Regions from separate parts of the Sus scrofa genome. Here region 1 is linked to region 2. The links are chromatin contacts, called in public promoter capture Hi-C maps. All regions are on one chromosome and are shown on one strand. Each heading gives the region's core, a stretch centred on a gene start, on an enhancer-like site or on the middle of the called end of the contact. The rest is flanking DNA. Distances are from core to core; before and after follow the strand shown.

Region 1 (2,826 bases), core at 149-2,648, 300 kb after region 2:
GGCGGGCCCCTCAGATAACAAACTGCCCTGCAAGTCTTGGGCATCGCAGGCATCTCCTCCCTGTGGCTGCCAGCGCCGCCAGATTCTACATTCTTGCCCCACGCAGACCTGGTCTCTCTGGACTCCGACCCCTTATTTTGCCACCTAAGGCCAGGGCCACGTGCTCCAGGCAAGCCCCCACCCTACCCCGCCCCCCTCCAAGGCCCCTGCTAGCTAAGGCGGGAGGTTGTCTCAGGTTTCTTCCACCAAGGCTGGAGGAATGCCCCCTCCTCGCCCCCAGTTCCTGCCGGGACCTGCGCTGGTGTCGTTAGCTACCGTGGGAGCTGGGCAGGTTCCCCGGGGACACAAAGGGTTAAATCCAGGCAAGGGGACTCGGTCGGATTTGCCTCCTAAACGCATTTTCCAGTTCATTCCCCAGCACAATACGCCCGGGGCCGGTCCCAGCCTCCGCCCCCACCCCACCCGTCAGCGAGGCCACCGCGGGCCACCCCTGGGGTCGGGCGTCGGGTTAACCCCTTGGCCGCCAGCATCTCGAGGAAGGACACGAGGGGCACCCTCGGGAAAGTGGGTCATGCAGCCACCTGGCTGGCACGAAGCCCGCAGCGCCTCTCCCGGGGAGAGCCCACCAAACTGGGATTGGAGTTCCGAGGCTAAGCCCAGCCCCGCGCAAGGCGGGGAGGCTGCGATCCCGCGCGGCCCGGGCCTCACCCTCCGGGGAAGGAACCGCAGGTGAGCGAGAAGCCGCCTCTGCCGCAGGAGCCGGCTCTCCGCGCCGGTGGTGGGGCGACGCGGTGCGGGAGGGGGCTCAAGCGCCCGGAACAGCCTGGCAAATGGGCGGACTGGAGAAACGAAGCCCCCCTGCCATCCTCCAAGCCCAGAGCCCACCAGCGCCGAGACTGACGCCCTCCCCCTGGGGCTGTTGTCTCGTACCCCGAGACGGTGATTACGGTGATTATTTTGCATTTATGTAACATGCAGTGTTTCCAAACTGCTTCCCGAGCTGAGAGCTGGTTATTAAATAAATAGAACGCTATTACATATTATTATTTTTGTGTGAAAAACTGCGCGGAGAAAGTGCTTTCTTGCTATACAGAGACGTGCATCCGACTGCTTCCCTGCAGGGCTGGCTGTTCGGTTCCTCGACCTCTCTTTCTCCGCCGTGCCACCCGCACCCCCCTTACCTAAGCCGTGACCCAACTTTTCTGGCTCCTTTCACTCCCTACAACCCTGACGTGCCCGCCATCCAGCTCCCAGCCCCTGGGAGGCAGTGGATGGGAGGAAGGGGGGGGGGGGTGGAAAGCAGAGGCGGAACGCGCTTACCTGGGAGGAAGAAGGCGGTCAAACCTAAAGCGAGTCCCCACCAGCGTCCAGCGGCGCCCGCAAGCCCCATCCGAGCCATCGGGGTCCGGGGGTCCGGAGAGAGGAGCCGCGAGGAGAGCGCTCCTCGCTCTCCAGAAAGCAGCCCGGAAGACGAAGGCGATCCCTGCCGGCCGGCGGGTTCTCGGAGGATCCAGGTCAGCCTCAGCCGTCGGCCGGGGCGGGGTGGGCTGGGTGGGATCCGCGCGGCCGCAATCCGGGCCCCGGGCCGCCGCCGGCTCAGAGGCTCGGCAGATGCCCGCCGCAAGTTGCACGAGTCATGCCCCCTTCTCCTCCTCTGCTCTCCTCCCCGCGCCGGTCCCCGCCCTCTTCTTCCACGCAAAGCCGGCCTGGGGAGAGGGACCCACCCCCGGCGCGCCCGGCTGCCCCGCTGCGCGGCGCGGGCTCCCGGCCCCCGGCGCTCTCACACTCTCCCGCTCGGCTCCAACTTGCAGGCATCCATGGCCGGCCGTCCTCCGAGGGCGGCGGGACAAGCGAGGGCGGCGGGTCGAGTGGCGCGGTGAGCTCGGGGCCCAGGCGGAGGGGGCGATCTGGCGGTGCGGCTCCGCGGGAGAAGAGCAAGCCGGGGGTGCCGCGTCCCTGCCGCGCTGCTGCGGCTCGCTGTGCCGGATCCCGGCGATCCGCAACAATGTGGAGCTGCTCGGGCGCCGAGTAGAGCCTCGCTTGCTCCTCTCCCTCTCTTTCTCTCACTCGCCGAGCTCCAGCCTCTCAGCCGCTCTCCCCGTGATGTCAGCCCGAGCGGGAGGGGTTGGCGTTAACCCCCTCCTGGCTCCCACGCGCGGCCCGCGCTTGGCCCCGGCCTCCGCCTCACCGCGCACACCTTCCGGCCCGAGACGGAGGCGGGTCCCCAGCGAGGGCCGTGGGGTCGCGTTCAGGCCCAATGGCTCGGGAGATGCCCCTTCGGTCGCCTTTCCGCGGGGAAGAGGGCCGGAGGGCCAGCCGCCCTCCTCTGTCGCTGACAAAGGGAGGCAGTGACCCCTAGCGGCCAGCGTCGGGGGAGAAGCTGTTGGGTGGGGGTGGAGTTAGGGCCGGGTGGAGGCGGGGCGGGGAGGGGGCACTGTGGAGGAGGGGGCGTGCAGTATGGAGAATCCAGGACCCAGCAATGTCCGAGCCCAAAGGGCTTCTACAAGCCCTCTCCTCCGACCCTCGCCCCATTTTACAGATGAGGAAACAAAGGCGCAAAGACTGGTAAGGCGACTCGCCCAGGGGCTCGAGCAGAACGTGGCACGGTTTGGACTAGAAACGAGTAGCCTGAGCTCCCTCTCCTCTGCATCACGGAACGCTAAATGAAGAGGCAGCTATGCGAGGACTCTCCGGAAGCTGCCAGAAATGTCGGTGATGGGCATTAGTGGGTGAGATCGGGTCACTGAGGTTTCTGGTCTTTTCTAATTCACGCTCCCTTTGGGAGTTCCTTTTCCAAAACCGAAGCCCCGCCTCTCCCTAAATAGT
Region 2 (2,868 bases), core at 363-2,862:
GGGAATAATAATAATAATAATGTTATACCTCACAGGTGTGAGGATTAAATAATATTTGTAAATTTCCTGGCACCTAGTAAGAGCTCAATAAATGGTAATTATTACTATATTGAATACTTCCACTTATAATTAGAGGTAGTTTTTGTAGTAGCACCCTCGGGGGAACCTGGCTAGGGAGAAAAGGGCCTCCAGGCTACCCCGCGGGAGTGCTGTTCTAATGCCATGGTTTTCTGAGCAGGTCTGTGTCCCATAAGTGGCAAGGCAAACGAGGCTTGCCCCATTCCCAGATGTCCAGTCCACCCACCGGCAAAAGGCCGGGCCCTCTTGGGCTCCTTCCTCCTTTGCCTAGAAAAATACAGCAAGTGCAGCTTCCCCGGGGCTCCCGGGAGCAAGCCCAGCTGCTCTGGGGCAGTTCCACTCTACCTGTAGGAGTGCTCAGGATCCCGGAGCCCAAGGAGTGGGGCTGGCTGGGCAGGGTCACAGGAGGAAGGAGCAGGATTCTTAACCTCTCGGCTCTTGGTGCTCTGGTCTGCTCCCAGTCTGTCTGGCCTGTTTCTCGATGGCTCTCCCTGAGGACTGGGAGTACCCAAGATGGGGCCTCCACCCTGTCTCAGCAGAGGCTACTGACTCAGCTCCGGTCCTGATGATGCACTTCAGAGGACGCCCTTGTCCCCGGCCCTCATTCCAGTCCTCATTCCGACCCCGGCTTGACATTATCTACAGCATCAGAGAAGGGGTGGCTGATCCAACCCCAGCTCAACCAGCTCTCCTTTTCCTTGGGTTCTCATTGGGGGACCTTCTCATGCCTGTGCCTGGGGAGGCGAGCAGCAGCAGGATCTCCAACTCGGCCCCATTCGAAGAGCAGCCAGGTCAGGAGGTAGATGCTCACTCCTTAGAGGACAACTAGAATGGATTGGCCAGGGCTCCCTTTGGCTGTTAAATATAAGTTACTAGCCTTAGAGCACCGCGTGCCTGCTTCTGGTTTGGGATTGGTGAAGATTTCAAAGATGCCTCTTTCTGGTTTGGGATTGGTGGAAAATCTCCCCTTCCACTTAAATGCTACCCTCCCCCCACCCCACCCCCTTTGGCAAACCGACCAGAGACAGCCCCCAGGAGCTTTGACAGAGGGAGTAAATGAGCTGCTCGCACACGTGGGGAAAGGATTGTCAGTGTCCAGGCGTCACTCTCAGCCACATCCCACCCAGGGCTCAGAGACCTGGACCTGCCCAAGCAGCGTTTCCGTAGAACACACTGATTAGCGCACAGATGGCTCTTCCTGGCACCCTGGGCTGTCAGCTGGTGCCCCCCCTCCCCCCTACAACTGGTACCCACAGCTGGAGATCTTCAGCGCAGCTGGAACTCGCCCTACATTTCTAGTGCCCATTCTGCCCAGCCTGTCGTTGGCACCTCACTTTCTGAGCCTCAAACAACACTGCCCTCCGCATCACCCCTCCCCAGTATCCGACAGGTGGCAGGTACCTGCCTCTTCTCCGAGGATGGACGAGTCGAGCCGGGCACAAGCATGGAGCTGCGGGTGAGTCCTGACTGGTACTGGAGCGGCGCAGTGAGCAGCAGCTGACGCAGAGGGCTCCCTGGTCTCCGCTCCAGCCCGCCTCTCCCCCACCTCCGCCGGGGGCCCAGAGAGGACCTCCCCGGGAAATCGGCGCCACCCAGCGGGCAGCTGCCTCATTGCGCCGGGGCCGTCAAAGTCACACCCCGCGTTTCGCGTCACTGAGACGCATCACGGCTATTGGCTTTTTGCTATTGTGGCGTCATTAGACTCCGCCCGGCCAGGGTCTCCCAGGCGACCGATATATACAGAGAGCCACGTGAAGGAAAGGTGAGTTTGGAGGCGGGGTGGAGCACAACGAGAAGGGTCCCAATGCGGCAAGAATGTGGCACGACGGGAGAGGTGTAAGGTACTGGGAAAGAGGAAGCGTCTTGGGGGGAAGGGTCAGAAGTTGAGTCCCAGGGCATATATAGCAGCTTTTAGTATTTAGGGAAGGCTAAATGTTCCTCTCCTTCCCACCCGACCAGGAGCGGACCTGTTTTTTTGCCTCTTCTCTTTTTTCTCTACTCTTTAAGACTCTCCACTCAGTAACAGGAGACCAGTGATTAGTGATGACCCCTTGACTGGGTGAACGGAGGCACTGAGTCAATGGAAGGATTCTCTTTTGTCTTTTCAGAAAAAGCCGAAAGGAAATTTGAATTTTTGCCGCTCCTTTTCTTTGTGTATAACCTTTCTCTACTTACACTGCGGTGGTGAAGAAAACCGCATAGCCATGTAGATTGGTGCCGGGGCAAGTCCAGGTTTTCAATTTCACCTGGACCATCAATCCTTTCGTGCCCTTAGCTGCTTCTCTTGTTCTTATGCAAGGCTGGTATTTCTGCCCATCATCACTCTGAAGTCCCTTCTTGTCTTCTCTTTCCCAGAGAAACTAGAAGCAATCAGGAGGAAAACACTTAAAGTTCTTCCTACAAATATATCCAAATCCAGTGTTCCCTCTGCTCCAAGAGCAGTGAAAGAAGTGTCCCGCTTCTTGTCCAGGACAAATCCCTTCTGGATTTCAACTCTTTAATTGTTCCTTAGTGTTACCTGAAAACTGGGTTCACCTCTTGGTGGGCTTCAAGCCAAAAGACACAACCAAGCCAAAGATTGGAAGAAGGTAAAATTTATTACTTGTAGCAAGTAAGAAGAACACCGGGGCAGGGTGTGTGTGTGTGTGTGTGTGTGTGCGCGCGCGCGCGTGTGCACGGCGGTGTCTTTCCCCAAGCAGTGTATCCTGGAACAGCAAAATTGGGGAAGTTTAAAGCTAAGGGTGCATGCATATTCATGAAGGGCCTTGAGCCAAAGAGAATTCACAATAG

The links. Promoter capture Hi-C pulls out the DNA fragments that hold promoters and counts their contacts.
Region 1: a promoter capture Hi-C map of liver shows a contact between it and region 2, with 4 times the contacts expected there. The contact joins the promoter of NECTIN1 here to the promoter of USP2 in region 2. A contact is called at or near these places in 1 of 5 promoter capture datasets (liver) and 3 of 47 Hi-C or Micro-C datasets (embryonic fibroblasts, retroperitoneal adipose tissue and subcutaneous adipose tissue).

The regions. Positions count from the first base shown.
Region 1 is chr9:46,889,227-46,892,052 of Sscrofa11.1, forward strand. NECTIN1 (poliovirus receptor-related 1 (herpesvirus entry mediator C)) reads right to left here and starts at 1,399. Exons shown (of 6, transcript NM_001001262.1): 1 at 1,321-1,399. The coding sequence starts at 1,399.
Region 2 is chr9:46,588,742-46,591,609 of Sscrofa11.1, forward strand. It overlaps USP2 (ubiquitin carboxyl-terminal hydrolase 2), which reads right to left and starts at 1,613. Exons shown (of 12, transcript XM_021062972.1): 1 at 1,484-1,613.